2 separate regions of the Mus musculus genome follow, and region 1 is linked to region 2. A link is a contact called in public HiChIP or PLAC-seq data. All regions are on one chromosome and are shown on one strand. The core of a region is the stretch at or near the end of the contact, and the rest is flanking DNA. Distances in the headings are between cores, read along the strand shown. Region 1 holds the start of Spo11 (SPO11 meiotic protein covalently bound to DSB). Region 2 has its middle 67 kb from the start of 1700055K11Rik.

What was found. HiChIP or PLAC-seq counts read pairs in DNA pulled down with a chosen protein or histone mark.
Region 1: a contact with region 2 is called in an H3K27ac HiChIP or PLAC-seq map of T-cell acute lymphoblastic leukemia, with 2.9 times the contacts expected there. The contact joins the promoter of Spo11 here to the enhancer-like site in region 2. A contact is called at or near these places in 3 of 39 promoter capture datasets (the HPC-7 cell line, cranial neural crest and embryonic stem cells), 1 of 484 Hi-C or Micro-C datasets (nephron progenitors), 3 of 115 datasets of contacts at active chromatin or transcription factors (T-cell acute lymphoblastic leukemia, double positive thymocytes and embryonic midbrain) and 2 of 9 other capture datasets (liver and pancreatic islet).

The regions. Positions count from the first base shown.
Region 1 is chr2:172,977,741-172,984,718 of GRCm38.p6, forward strand. It overlaps Spo11 (SPO11 meiotic protein covalently bound to DSB), which reads left to right and starts at 2,102. Exons shown (of 13, transcript NM_012046.2): 1 at 2,102-2,284; 2 at 4,239-4,352; 3 at 6,276-6,364. The coding sequence starts at 2,154. It overlaps Gm52538 (a long non-coding RNA gene), which reads right to left and starts at 1,380. Exons shown (of 3, transcript XR_003953974.1): 1 at 1,338-1,380; 2 at 504-601.
Region 2 is chr2:172,789,477-172,796,815 of GRCm38.p6, forward strand. No RefSeq gene overlaps it. Among named protein-coding and RNA genes, the nearest start is that of 1700055K11Rik, 67 kb to the right of the region's middle. Within about 2 kb of position 4,650, at least 5 of the 459 cell types and tissues checked have an H3K27ac peak or open chromatin away from gene starts, as enhancers often do. A contact at or near this core is called in T-cell acute lymphoblastic leukemia, where this site is marked.

The DNA of each region.
Region 1 (6,978 bases), core at 852-3,351, 190 kb after region 2:
CCTCAGAACTTTTCAAAAGTCCCAGAGGAGGAGAGAGGCCTCTGGTGGAGTCTGTAGACCTGCGATTCAGGTCTGTCTCCAAGGGACATAAAAGGGGAGCCGTGTGTGAAACTCAGAAGAAAGCTGTGATGTCACCTTGCCCTCCCTCTTCAAGTCCTTCTGAAGCTTGCCTGTTGTGTGGCTGTCCTCCGGAGGAAAACTAAAACCAAAACCAAACCAACCAACCAAACAAACAAAAAGGCCACCACTCAGGACAAAGGGCTAGTTCCGCCAGGAAGAACCCTGCAAAATGCCAGCCCACCCTGAGCCAGACCCCTGGAGGCCCCTGGGTTCCCCAGGATCTGACATGAACCTGGCATCAAAGCCTCCCTCTTGGAGAACCGGCTCGCATGCTCAGCCTCGCATGCAGCTCTCAACCTTTCTGAGCCCAGACTCTCCATCCAGAAAATGAGGGTGAGTTTTCCCTACTCATTTCAAGTGTACCTATCTCCTGGTACACTTACCTGAGGTTCGCCCGTTTGTGTTCAGTTGCTGCATCTCCTTGGGCTGAGGGCTTCCTGAGGACAGAGACCTAGCTCCCTCATCCCTCTGGTAACCAGCACTGCATAGCACATGAGAGGCAACAGGAAGGAGTGTGATAATGATAAAGAAAGGCTCTTCACACAGGTCTCACACACACACACACACACACACACACACACACACACACACACACACACACACGCAGTGTTGGCTTTTAGCCTAGGCTCCACTCCATAGTTACTTGGCAATAGCCAGCTGGGCCTGACTCATTATAAAAGGGGTTGCTTGCCCCCTCCTCTCTCTCTCTCTCTCTCTCTTGCTCTCCTGTCCTTGCTCTCTTCCCCTCTTCCCCCTCTTTCCCCATTTCCCTCCCCCCTTCCTCCCCCCCATGTGCTCATAGCCAGCCTCTACTCCTCTATCCCCACCCCCCCTTTCTCTCAACTCCCTTCCCCATCCATGCCCTAAATAAACTCTATTCTATACTACAGAATAGTATAGGGAAGTGTGGCTGGTCCCTCAGAGGGAAGGGATGCCTCAGCATGGGCATGCAGAGAGGAGGCTGTTATTTCTGCCACTAGACTATTAGAAATAAAAACTATCAACTGGGGCCTGTGGTCAGGTGGCTCTCACGGGATCAGTCCCAGCATCTCTCATACACCTTGATTCAAGCCACTTTGGTCCAGTCAGTTTTTTACCTCATCCCAGTCTCTCTTTGTTAAGGATACGGTTCTAAGAGTCAAGGCTCCTCTAGGACTTCAGAAATCCCACCTTCTGCTCTAGAAGGCTCAGAGAGAATAAAGCGAGACATGTCTTACCGTAGGTCTGCAAGGAGAGGAAGTGATATTCACGCTATTAAGGCTTAGGATGGAAATACTATTTTCAGATAAGCAACAACTTTTTATATATTTTTAAAAATTCACTTTTTTTAAAAAAATATTTTTATGTGTGAGTACCACATGCATGCAGGAACCCACAGAGGCCAGAGGGCATGAGGTCCCATGGAAGTGTAGTTTTAGGCAGATATGAGTTGCCTGGCGGGGGTCCTAAGAAATGAATGAACCTAGGCTCTCTACAAGTGCATTAAAATTCTTAACGCCGAGCTTTCCCCAACGACAATCTTCTTAATAAAAGCAAATCCCAAACATGTTTTGGACAGTAAAAAGCCTTTAATCCCGGCACACAGGAGGAGGCAGGTGGAGAGGACCTGGTACAGAGGCAGGAAGCCAAACCAGGCAGAAATGTTTCCCTTCTCCCATACCTATCCCCAGGTCCATGACCGTCCTAGTGAAAAGTTGTAATTATTACCTCCCCAAATGACCCCCCAAAAGAGCTTTGCAAGTATTATTTCCCCTAAGTTATCAGACCAAGAAAACCTCGACCCCAGAGATCTGCATCTGAGAGCTTCATGTCCTCCCTGAAGGGTAGTGTGTGTGTGTGTGTGTGTGTGTGTGTGTGTGTGTGTGTGTGTGTGTGTGTGTGTGTGTTGGGGGGGCGCCTCAGAGGCCCCTGCGCCTGCGCACTCTGCTCCGCGGGCTGTCCCGCGGTCAGTGGTGCAGTGCGCATGCGCGTGGCTAGAGCGCGGAAAGGTTCGCAGGGGCAGGAGGCCTCAGAGCGGCTCCGCATCCGCCATTATGGCGTTCGCGCCTATGGGGCCCGAGGCCTCGTTCTTCGACGCCCTGGATCGGCACAGGGCTTCCCTGTTGGCCATGGTGAAGAGAGGCGCAGGGGAGACCCCTGCCGGGGCCACCCGCGTGGCCTCTAGGTACAGCAGCTCGGCAGGGCCATGGAAAGCCCGGGAAGGTTCCTCGTGGCGCCGAGGTGGCCTCCGTGGGGAGAGCGTCGGAGGCCACGTCCGAGCCCCGAAGTCGGTGCTCCCTAGTGCTCCCTGGTGGTGACCGGGACCCTGTACACACCAGATGTTTTCTAGAATGTTCCAGGCGCCCCGCTCTGGCTTAGTTCCTAGGTTTATCAGTGTCCTTTATAGTCAGAGAGCTTGAGACTTGCTTTGGATTTATGGGGCTTTGTCTTGTTTTGTTTTGTTTGTTTTTGTTTTTGTTTTAAATGAAAGCTGGGCTTTAATTTCAGCACCGGGAGGCTGAGGCAGGCAGGTTTCTGAGTTTGAAATCAGTAGTTCCAGAATAGCCAGGGCTGTTAGACAGAGAAACCCCATGTTGAAAAAAAATTGTGTGTGTGTGTGTGTGTGTGTGTGTGTGTGTGTAAAATAGGTTTGGGAGTGAGGGATAGAAGAGGAAAGAGAAAGTGAAAAGCGTTTACTCTCTGAACTACCACTAATTAATTTCTCAGAACTAACAAGGACATCATCACATTTTAAGTAATTTATAATAAGACTTTTTTTTTTTTAACCTGAAGGGAACAGATGAACATATTGTAAGTAATTTCTTCACAACCAACTACAGAGACTCTCCTACGGTTCACCTGACTATATCTTGACCTTCAGTATTTGTCTCAGCCTATTCCAAACTTTGAAAAAAATTGTGTTAGAAAATAGTAAATGTTTTAAAATCCATTTTCTGATCTATCCCCCCCCCCACATACACACAGTAGAAACGTTGAGAATTGTGTGGTTGTTAAAACTCAACATTTTGCCCATCTTCTTTGTTTAGCTTGGCTTTCCTCCTTAGGCAATGTGCCAATGTTGCTTAAAATGATTGAGATATATATTTTTTTTAAACTGATGGTTTGTGAAATTAACAGCCAGCTGGAGAAAGCTGGGTTCAGTCTTGATATTTTGTGGTAAAGAGGCATGATTTTTTTGTGGCCAAGTGAACTATTTAGTACAAAATTCATTTTTTTTTCTTTTCTTGTAGTGATTAATTTTTTTCCTTTTGAATCATTACAATTTAAGATGGTTAATTTTTAGTCATGATATCAATTTTAGGGCAATGTGCTATAAGAAAGTATGTATGTGTGTGAGAGCGAGCGCGCTTGCTCACTTGCAGGAGCGTATATGTGTGTTAATGTTTCTGCATTGAATTCTTGGGAAGGAAGTTCAAAGCTAGTCTTACATCATCCTCAGTTAAAACATTTTTACAGTAGTATTTCAAGCCAAGTCTGTATTGAAGTTCAGCGACATTGAAGTAAGTTAATGTGAGCAAATAAAAAATGTATTTGTAAGTTATATTAGCTCGTCATTAATGCAAAAGGGTTCTTTGAAAGAGGAATTTACAGGTAAATCTAATTTTTTGTAAGTAAGCGCTATGAGAACAGTTGTTGGAATCCATGCCAAGGTAAGAATTTGGTAAGAGAGATGGTTACTGACATGTGTTTGCAAGGCTTAAAGAGACAAACAGAAGCGAGGAGGGGTGGTCCACATCTGCAATCCCACCATCCAGGAAAGCAAGGGAGGATTGTGGGTTTGAGGCCATTCTGAACTTCATGGTGAGTTCCAGGTTAGCCTTTGCTACCTTGTGAGACCTTGTCTCCAAAAGCAAGACAAAACAAAACAACAAAAATATGATGAAATAAAGAAATTGTGCCAGGTGGTAGATGTCCATGCCTTTAATTCCAGCACTTGGGAAAGAGAGGCAGGCAGATCTCTTGAGTTTGAGGCCAGCCTGGTCTACAGAATGAGTTCCAGGACATCTAGGGCTCCACAGAGAAATCCTGTTGGGGTGGGGATTGGGAGGTTGTCTTTGTATTGATCTGGGAGATGTTACATGGTATAAAATTAGATCTTACTGTGTTTATTGTTTCAGTTCTGAGGTTCTTACAGCTATAGAAAATATTATCCAAGACATAATCAAAAGCTTGGCAAGAAATGAAGTGCCTGCCTTCACAATAGACAACAGATCGAGCTGGGAAAACATAATGTGGGCATTTTGCAATTTTATTTCTCTGTTTTAAAAAGATGTGTGTTCGTGCTCCTGCGTGTGTGTGTGTGTGTGTGTATGTGTGTGTGTGTGTGTGTGTGTGTCTGAAAGTGCATGTGCCTGTGAGTCTCCACGGAAGAGGATGTCAGATTGCCTGGAGCTGGAATTACAGACTCTTAGGAAGCCACCTGATATTGAATACTGGGAACTGAGCTGAAACTCAGTCCTATATAAGAGCAGCAAGCACTCTTAGCCCAGCCAGCTCTCCAGCCCCTGAAGTCTCATTTATTTGAGACAGAGTCTCACTATACTCCCTAGCTGGCCTGGAACTCACAATGTAGACCAGGCTGGCCTCAAATCTCCCTGCTGGGATTAAAAACATGTGCCACCAGGCCTGGCCCCTGAAGTATTTATTTATTTATTTATTTATTTATTTATTTATTTAATATGTGTACACTGTAGCTATCTTCAGACACACCAGAAGAAGGCATCAGTTGTGAGCCACCATGTGGTTACTGGGAATTGAACTCAGGACCTCTGGAAGAGCAGTCAGTGCTCTTAACCACTGAGCCATCTTTCCAGCCCTGAAGTTTTCTTTTAAAATTCAGTACCTATGTTGTTATTTCAATTTGTTTGAATTAGAGCTACAGTCACGTGTTATTACTTTCATCCTCTTCACTTGCCCCGTAAAAAATTAGCAGGTTTACAAAATCCGTGCTCCACAGGATTGCTATATAAACTAGACAGTGTGAAAGATAAGGCAAAGACAAGCAGGTTAGCAACTAGAGCTGCTCTGAGGGAGGGCAAGGTTCAAAGTCTGTTGGCCCTAGTTCAAAGCAGCCAGTGCTCTCAGCACTAGGGAGACACTCTGGGTGTAGTTGTCTTCCAGTCTGCAAAGGCAAGCCATTGCTCAGGCAGCTGCTATTGGTGTCGACATGCAGACCACAGTGCAAGCATTCTGAACTCAGCACAGGCTCAGCCCGGATCCCTGTCCTAGCGCTGCTCGCTCGCTCTGGGAGCTTTATCCACATTCTCCAGTCTAGTGATAAAGGATTGGCCTTTCTAGCCTGTATCGCCTTCTCTACCGAAGGACAGATGGTTCTCAGCCTTTGTCAAAGTTACAGAAATAGAGGAATAGGGTGAAGAGATCCTTTGTAAGTATTATTTTAAAGCATAAGCTCTATACTTGGAAAATGTCTTGTGAAAAATGGCTTTCACACAGCTTCCAAGCAGCTGCCATGTGCCTGGTGCCTTCTGCCACCTTTAGGAGAACCTGGGAGGTTCAGTTTAACAAATTAATGTCAGTAGTTCACACAGTGTCACTTGGTGGGTAAATTGAAAAAAATTTGTTTTTCAAAAATTATTAAGTTGAGCCAACTAATTAACTGAGAATGAGTAATGGCAAAATGATTAAAATACATAATGGTAAAGTATGTGTAAGTACTTAATATACACTATTAACCAAGAACTATACGCACAGGCCACACTGAAGCATGTTTAGGACAGTTAACCCTTAGCTAGTCACTAGTAACTACCTGCAGCGATTTAAACCTTCCCGTGTCCCTAAGCTCCAGTGCCCACACACGGAAGCAATGTGGGAGGCGGCTTAGTGGCTGAAGCGCTGGCTGTGTGTGGGGGAGCAGATGTGTTAGGCATGTGCCTGTAATCCCAGGGCTGGGGAGGTGGCCACAGGCAGGCCCTGCCGCTTGCAGATCACCCAGTCTACATTAACCGGTGAGCCCCGGGACAAGGAGACAGAGATTGTCTAATGAAACAAGATGGGTGGTACCTACAGAATGTTTCTCAAGGCCAGCCTCTGTCCTCTGCGCATGTGTACATGATATGCAGCCGGTCTAGTGTGTGTTTGCTATTCAGGAGTTAAGTCCTTCTCATTTTGATCCTTTGTTTTGAACAAAACTGCAGGTTTGATGATTCTGTCGGCCTTCGGATGATACCTCAGTGTACCACAAGAAAAATCAGAAGCGATTCACCAAAATCAGTTAAGAAATTCGGTAAGTTACTCTGATGGCGTTGAGTGAGCAAGAACACAGTGGTCAAGCTCTAGTTATCTCTAGAGCTTAGCTCTCTTTCTAGTTGGATAGCTTCACATGTTCTTTAGTAGGTAGCCTGACCTTAAAATAAATTTCTAGAGCTTTCATTGTCAGTAATATCGGGAACACGCTGCATTCAACGTAAGCACGCTGTTCTAGGTCGTGTTTAGGGGCATTACTCTGGCTGGCTACCAGAAAGCACTTACTCTTACCCGAGTTGTTAGAAGATTGTGCTTTCTCTAGGCTTTCTCGTTTAGAAAGATGATTGTTAAAGTATACCAAACAGGGCTGGTGAGATGGCTCAGTGGGTAAGAGCACCCGACTGCTCTTCCGAAGGTCCGGAGTTCAAATCCCAGCAACCACATGGTGGCTCACAACCATCTGTAACAAGATCTGACGCCCTCTTCTGGAGTGTCTGAAGACAGCTACAGTGTACTTACATATAATAAATAAATAAATCTTTAAAAAAAAAAAGTATACCAGACAATGGAGACAATCCCAGAACTTGAGCGGGAGGCAGAGGCAGACAGATCTTTGTGAGTTGGAGGTGAGCCTAGTCTACAAATCAAGGTTCA
Region 2 (7,339 bases), core at 3,400-5,899:
GCCCTGGCAGCCCCACCCTAAGCCCCTTTCATGTTGCATGGCTCTGTGCCCCTCCGCCCAGCCAGGGCCTCACAGCCAGGGGCTGCTCCTGGCTCCCTGCCCTCCCTGATGAGGAGCAGGGGAGAGGGGTGGAGGCAGGGAAGCTCTCTCTGCCTCTCCCCACCCACCTGGAGGGTTAAGGGACTCGCCCTCAGTCACTCTGAGGGTAGACAAACTTCCCGATGCCCGCAGGAGGAAAAACAGGACCGTGGAAGAGATTGGATTTTAGTTTCAGACATGAAATGGCTCCCTAGAACCACAGTTTTACAGGGAAGAGTGCAAATGAGTCAGAAGCATACGGATTAGATTTTCCTCAAGCAGAAAACCCAGAAACATTCTATAAAGAGCAAACAATATAGCTGTCTGTGCCAGCCTGAGGAGCCGAGGCATTGGGCCGACTCTGCAGCCGGGCAGCCTCATTCCCAGTGGCTCTGTCTTCCATTTGCTTGTTGGATGGTATTGCCCCATCCCACTGTGTGCTGAGCACCAGTCAGACCCAGATTCTAGATACAAGGAGACAAGTGAGGTCGGGTCCTCATGGTACCTGTGGGCAGGCTGGGACACAGACACTGGAATCTAGAAGAGGACACTGTCTTAAGCTCCTGAGTTCTGCTGTGGAGGGCATAGGGCAGGTGGGCAGACAGTCTTTAGAGTGTCATGGGCTTACTTCAAGCAGCAGCTACTTCTTGGGAAGGTGACACTTGGTTTGTATAACTCAAGACTCAGTGTAAAATTTAAAAAGACAGAAAGTTGGGGAAGGTAGTATTTAAAATAAAGAAGTCTGGTAGGCATGGCCACATACCGTCATCCCAGCGCTCCCTAGGTAGGAAGCAGGAGGATTGCTTGCCAGTTTGAGGCTGGGCTGGTTTACATAGTGAATTCCAGGTCAGCCAAAGCTACATAGCAAGACCCTGTCTCAAAATACCAAATGGCCACAGGGCCGGATGCTCTGCTGGGAAGTCAGCTGGGAGCTGAACCCATCCGGCTCAGCAGCTGCTGAACTGAGGGTGATGGGGAATCAGGGAGGAAGTCAGTCCTGCAAAAAACATCCGAGAACAGCACAGGGCAAGATGGAGAAGGTGGGGTGTGAGAAAAGTCTGCACGGGGATATGCACAGGATATGGCCGGTGGAGAAGATGGAGAATGTGAACTGTTCTGCTCTGGAAGAGCCCGGCTTGCCTCTGCTTGAATGCTTGCTGCCTTTTGAGAGTCCCTACAGAGCTTGGAACTTCTGTAGGCTTCTTTGAAAATCTCTGTAAGGTCATCCTAGGTCCAACAGAATTCCAACACCGGCTGGGTTGACAAAAAGAGGGCTGTTGTTGTTTTCAGTTGATTGTTTTAAACTGTGTTTTAAGAAAACAGCATTTAAAAGTTTGTTGCACGTTGTACTGGCTGGTTTTGTGTGTCAACTTTGACACAAGCTGGAGTTATCTCAGGGAAAGGAGCTTCAGTTGGGGAAATGCCTCCATGAGATCCACCTGAGGGGCATTTTCTCAATTAGTGATCAAGAGGGAAAGGCCCCTTGGGGGTGGGACCATCTCTGAGCTGGTAGTCTTGGGTTCTATAAGAGAGCAGGCTAAGCAAGCCAGAGGAAGCAAGCCAGTAAAGAACATCCCTCCATGGCTTCTGCATCAGCTCCTGCTTCCTGACCTGCTTGAGTTCCAGTCCTGACTTCCTTCAGTGATGAACAGCAATGTGGAAATGCAAGCTGAATAAACCCTTTCCTCCCCAACTTGCTTCTTGGTCATGATGTTTTGTCCAGGAATAGAAACCCTGACTAAGACACACATGTGCACCTGTGTGTGTGTGTGTGTGTGTGTGTGTACTTACAGTACCTACACAGGCCAGAAGATGGCTTCAGACCTCCTGGAGCTGGGGTTACGGAAAGATAGAGCTGTGTGGGTGTTAGGAACAGAACTCAGGTCCTCTGAAAGAACAGCAATATTTGTAACTGGTTTTCATCTTTCCTGCTCCTGTATTTAGCTCTTTGACATCAACATTAAGAAACTTATTCATGGGGCTGGAGAGATGGTTCAGTGTTCGAAAGTACTGACTATTCTTTCAGAGGATGCAGGTTCAATTCCCAGTGCCGGCATAGAGGTTCACAACTGACTATAACTCGTCCGTGTGGTGTACAGACATGAGCAGACAAAACACAAAACGCATCCAATGCGTAAGCAAATAATGAAGTAGATCCTTTCCTTTGCCATGGCCCAGACAGTAACAGGTCTCAGCTTCTGAGCCAGAGTCTCTGTTCAAAAATGCAGTGCATGTTGCTTTCTTAAACACAAGGAGTTACAGAGGAGAGGATGGACAGACATGCGTGTGTTACAATAAAGCTTTATTGACAGCACAGGCTGCTGGTCCTGCAGCTGAGGTTGCAGATGTATGCGCTTCACAATTGTGGACTCAGCCACCTTGTCACATTCAGGCTTGTCTCATCTCCCCCGAGGTGCCTTACACTCAGTGCTGTGGGAAAACAGAGAGTACTCTTCAAAGCCCGTGGGTTTCCTGTCTCTGATACAGGGTATGGCCCTGGAAATAGTTTTGTTTTTGTTTTTGTTTTTGTAGATATGATAAAAAAATAAAGATCTGATCTAAAAAGAAGAAGGAAGAGGAGAAAAGAAAGAAAGGAGAGGGTGGGAAGAAGGAAGAGAGAAAAAAAGGAAGACAGGGAGGAAGAAGGGAGAGAGAAAATGAAGGGGTGGGAGGGATAGGGGAGAGGATAAGAAAAAAAGAAGGGAGAAGGGGAGAGAGAGACACAGAGAGAACTCTATAGCACTCTATGTAACAAAGCTCTGTCAACTTTTAGAGATATTTTTCTCATCTTGCAGGATTTCATGTTTCCCGGGGCTGTGATTTGGGCGGGACATGGTATTCTTATTTTATGGCTAGGAGAAGTTCAAAGAGATACAGACAGGCAGTGGTAGGTCACTTCAGCAACACGATAAGGTAGGTGAAGGCTAGCCTGGGCTACAGAACACCTGTCTCCAAAATAAATAATAGAAAGAAAGAAAAGAGACAGACAGATGAAATAAGAAAGCCATAGACCTGTGCCTCGGTTCCCCCCTGCGAGGGCCCTGGGGGACTCTACACCTTCTGGCTGTACCTTTCAAATCCCGGTCTTGTCCTCAGGGGAAGATAGAGCCTTCTCCAGACACAAATCTTTCTTGGGCCAACTTGGAGTCAAACTCCAGGGTCTGAGCCTTCCTAGGCAGATGCAGTCAGGAGGCGGTTTCCGTGGCAACGGATTTTGACATGATCAACTGCTAGCACTCGCCACCCAGAGATGACAAAACTCCAGGAACTTCAAAGCTGTTAAGGATAGCTCGGGGCAAATTTTAATTAAAATTAGATAGCGTATATGAAAAGCATCTAATTTGTACTCTATAAAAGAGTTTGGGAGGTACATCTCCAGAGCCTCGGGACTGTGGCTGTAACAATTAACTTGCAACTTTTCGCGGCAGAATCACAACATGTTAATTTGCTAATGAGTCAGTCAGAGCAGAAGCAAGCTCTGACAGTGGAGGAAAACATACACATTACATTCCGGTTCTATTTTTAAATAAATTAAATGTTTCAAGTCAAACTCAAGCTTCACATGAAAGTTCTATCCCTACTGATATTTAAAAAAAAAAAAAAAAAAAAGCCAACAACTTGATTTGCCTGCTGAGACGCAAAGGAAGAATCTTCGAAGTTCTCTGGAGGTTGAAGCCATTCCTTTCCCTTCAGCATGGCTGCAGTTACATATGTGCTAACTGTGGCCATTTAGAGTAGTGACGTGCTCTCTCTCTCTCTCTCTCTCTCTCTCTCTCTCTCTCTCTCTCTCTCTCTCTCTCTCCTCTCTCCGTTTCTTTCCCTCCCTCCCTCTGTGAAGTTCTGAACTCAGGATGGAGAGAGAGAGGAAAATATCAAACCCCTCCCTTCTTAGTGTATCATGAATAAAGACCACTGTGGAGCAGAGAAGGGGAAAGAATTCCCAGACAGGGCCATGTGCTCCACTGACGCTGGAAACTCAGTCACTCTCAGAACCTGCCAACACCTCTTAGCTTGCACCACCACATGGCTTCTACTGAGGATGGAAACAGTCACAGAGTGTCACACATGCTAGCAGGCGTGGGAGCGGATAAAGTCCTGAGGAATGTGTGCTGTGGACATGCATGGGCACATCTGTGTCAAGGACCCCAGTGTCTTCCCCAGGTGAGACTCAAACATGGCAAAGCTTCCTCGGGTCTAAGCAGTGATCACCAGTGACTGAGTAGCATGCAGCATCCTCCTCCAGTGTGTTTACAGCCAGAGACGGCTCCCCCACCAAGATAGCCAACTTCCCTGGGTTGCACGTAATAAACACAGTGGACCTCCAGGTTCCCTAGCCTCCATCACAGTGAACGAGCACAGCCCACCAGATCCCAGCTTTCCTGTCTGTGTGCCTGTGTTGTTTCATTCCCAAAATGCCCCAGACAGGTTTCCAGGACCAAGAGGAACATGTAGCAGACTTCCTGGGGCCTGGAAGAGATGTGTAGATGCAAAGTCTTGGTGCACACTCTCTATAGCTCCACCAATACTTTACAGGTGTTCTAACCACATCAAGCAGTCATCATTGTAGCTGAGGGAGACATTTGACCTCAGAACCCGAGCTCTCCCCGCACAGCCCCAGGCTGTGATCTCTATACTCATGCTCCTCAGAATGGGGGAGGGGAATAGCACGCCAAGCTCAGTGTGACAAACACCGGAGTGAGCGGTGCAGGCACGAGGAATGGAGGGCAGAGGAGGGTAATGCACACACTATAAGCTGATCACCTCCACCCGCATGTGGAGCCAGCTTTGTAAAAGAAGGCCTGATCCTCGTGGCTGGGTCTGAGGCAGGAGTGAGACATGTGCAGCCTGTCAGGGAGCTAGTGGGGTGGCATCAGGGTTGAGCAGGAGGAACGCCATCCCATCTTGGAGCTATTTCGTAACATTTTAAACTTTTATATTCCTGGATAGGCAAGGTGTGATACTGTCTGCCAACCCAGGGTCTGGCATGGGGCAGTCAGCTGCAGGGCCTTGCTGTGTGCCTGCAGGATGCTCTCACTGGGCACAGAGACTGGCTGGGTCGGTTACTTGCCTTGGTGCTGTGACCAAGAACCTGACAGAATGATGTAAGGGAGGGAGGGTTATTTTGGCTCACAGTTTGAAGGGCGCAGTGCACTCTGAGGGAAGGTATGGGGAGGCAGCATGAGGTAAACCAGTCGTGCTGTGGCCACAGTCAGGAAAGGGGACCAACAGGGGGACAGGAAGCTTGATTCCAGGAGCCTCGGTGCAGGGGGAAGGTTGCCTTCCCTTTCACAGTCCTGTGCGGACTCTGCCATTGCTGTTCCCAGCTATTCTGCTGGTCCGGGTCAGCCTTTCTCTTCCTATCGAAGGGAACGGAACTCTCTGGCCAATGAGAGTGGCCATTTCCTGGGGCACAGTGATTGGTTTAGGAGCAGACTCAAGGCTCAAGTCAACCAATCAGAGTCCTTCCCAGAATTCCAATGCAGATGTTACTGATTGCTGGAAGCCGTGAGGATGGCCTGTGGCAGGGCCATCTATCTGCCTGTCTCCCTGTCTTGCGGTGTAAACGCGATGCCAGGCATACGAAGCTCAACAGTGTGGAGAAGAAACAGAGCTGGAGGCCTGAGAAGGGCCAGGGAGATCCTGGCAATAACCCATTTGAGTGGATCCAGAAGCGCCTCTCAGACGTCTTCACAAAGCTCTAGAAAGGTCAGTCTGGAATCGACATCCCATTTGACAGTAGAAGAAATAGAATCCGAGCACAGTTCACACAGCAACTGAGCAGTGGAGCCCAGAGTTGCTCCATGTTGTGGTTTGAATACAAAATGTTCCCAGACCTGTGTGTTTGAATACGTGGTCTCCAGCTGGGGTCCTGTGGCTGAATCTTTGGGAGGTGGAGCCTCACAGGAAGAAGTAACTGTGTGGGTGAGCCTTAAGGCTGACAGCCTGGCTTAACTTGTCAACTTCCAGTGATTTCGCTCCATGATGGGCCGAGTCTCATCAAACTGTGAGCCCAGTAACCACCCTTACGCTGTTTTTTGTCAAGTATTTCGTAGAGCAGCAAGATCAGCAAGGAACACAGCTGGTCTCGCTCGGCACCCAGTGCGGTCTGTAGAGCCCTGCCATGCACTGACGCACTGCCTCATGGGACACTGGCTGGGAAAGACCGCGGGGGGGCCCCCAGAAGCATGAGCCAAGCGGCCCTTCCCACTTGCCCAGTGGTTAGCAAGCTGCTCCAAGATGCCAGGTTGAGACTCGGCTCAGAGCTGGGAAAGGAGATGTGGGTTAAGGACACACAAGAGTCAGGGAGCTGGGGACCAAGATGGATGTTGGAGCAGAGGAACCACGAAGAGGGGCAGTGGGTAAAAGAGCAACCTATCCTGAGACTTTATTCACAAGTAGACACCTAACAGACAGGACAAGAGGGTGCTGGGATAGCTCTTAGCAGCTGAAAGTACCCCTGCTGCTCAGGGCTTGTCTGGACTTCTTTGCCTCAGTTTCCCCTCTGCCGATGAGACTCCCTATGGCTTTATTAGTGCAAGTTTCAACTTTCTGAATGTCAGGGAAATGAATCTTTCTACCGGCAAATGGCTGTCAATCCCAGAGCCAAGAAGTTCTTACTGGCTCGGCTGGGGTTACTTGGCAATCCAGTGGACTGATCTCTGAGGCCCAGGTTCTAGGGTACTGTGATAAGCCAGCCGGAATCCTGAAGGCCTCATGATCGAGGAGCAATGCCCACGCCCCTGAACTTGGGGTCACACTATGTATTCCAAGAAGCCAAATGCATCCACCCACCCTCAAGAAGCCATTTATAACAGACAGTTTAATAACAAAAGGCAGGAAAAGGAGGTTTATTCAACGTGGCCAAAAGGGAAGAGGGACAAAGATACAATGACCCACCCCCTCCCTTAGCTCATCTTTATGGTTCTGAAGTGAAATCAAAGTTTAATCAGAGGGCCAAAGGTATGTACATCTAAACAGTCCTATCCAAGATGTGGTCCCATCCCCCCCAAAGTCATCAGTGTCTGGGCTTCCGTCTCATCCATAAGTTGATATGACAAGTTGTTAGAACGGTGTGAGGCTCGGCACGGTGGTGCACGCCTTAATCCTAGCACTCGGGAGGCAGAAGCAGTAAGAGCTCTGTAAGTTCAAGGCCAGCCTGGTCTACAGAGTGAGTTCCAGGACAGCCAGGGCTACACAGAGAGACCTCTGTAACTAAACAAACACATAAACAGTGAACTATGTGAAATCTGTGTTTCCCCTC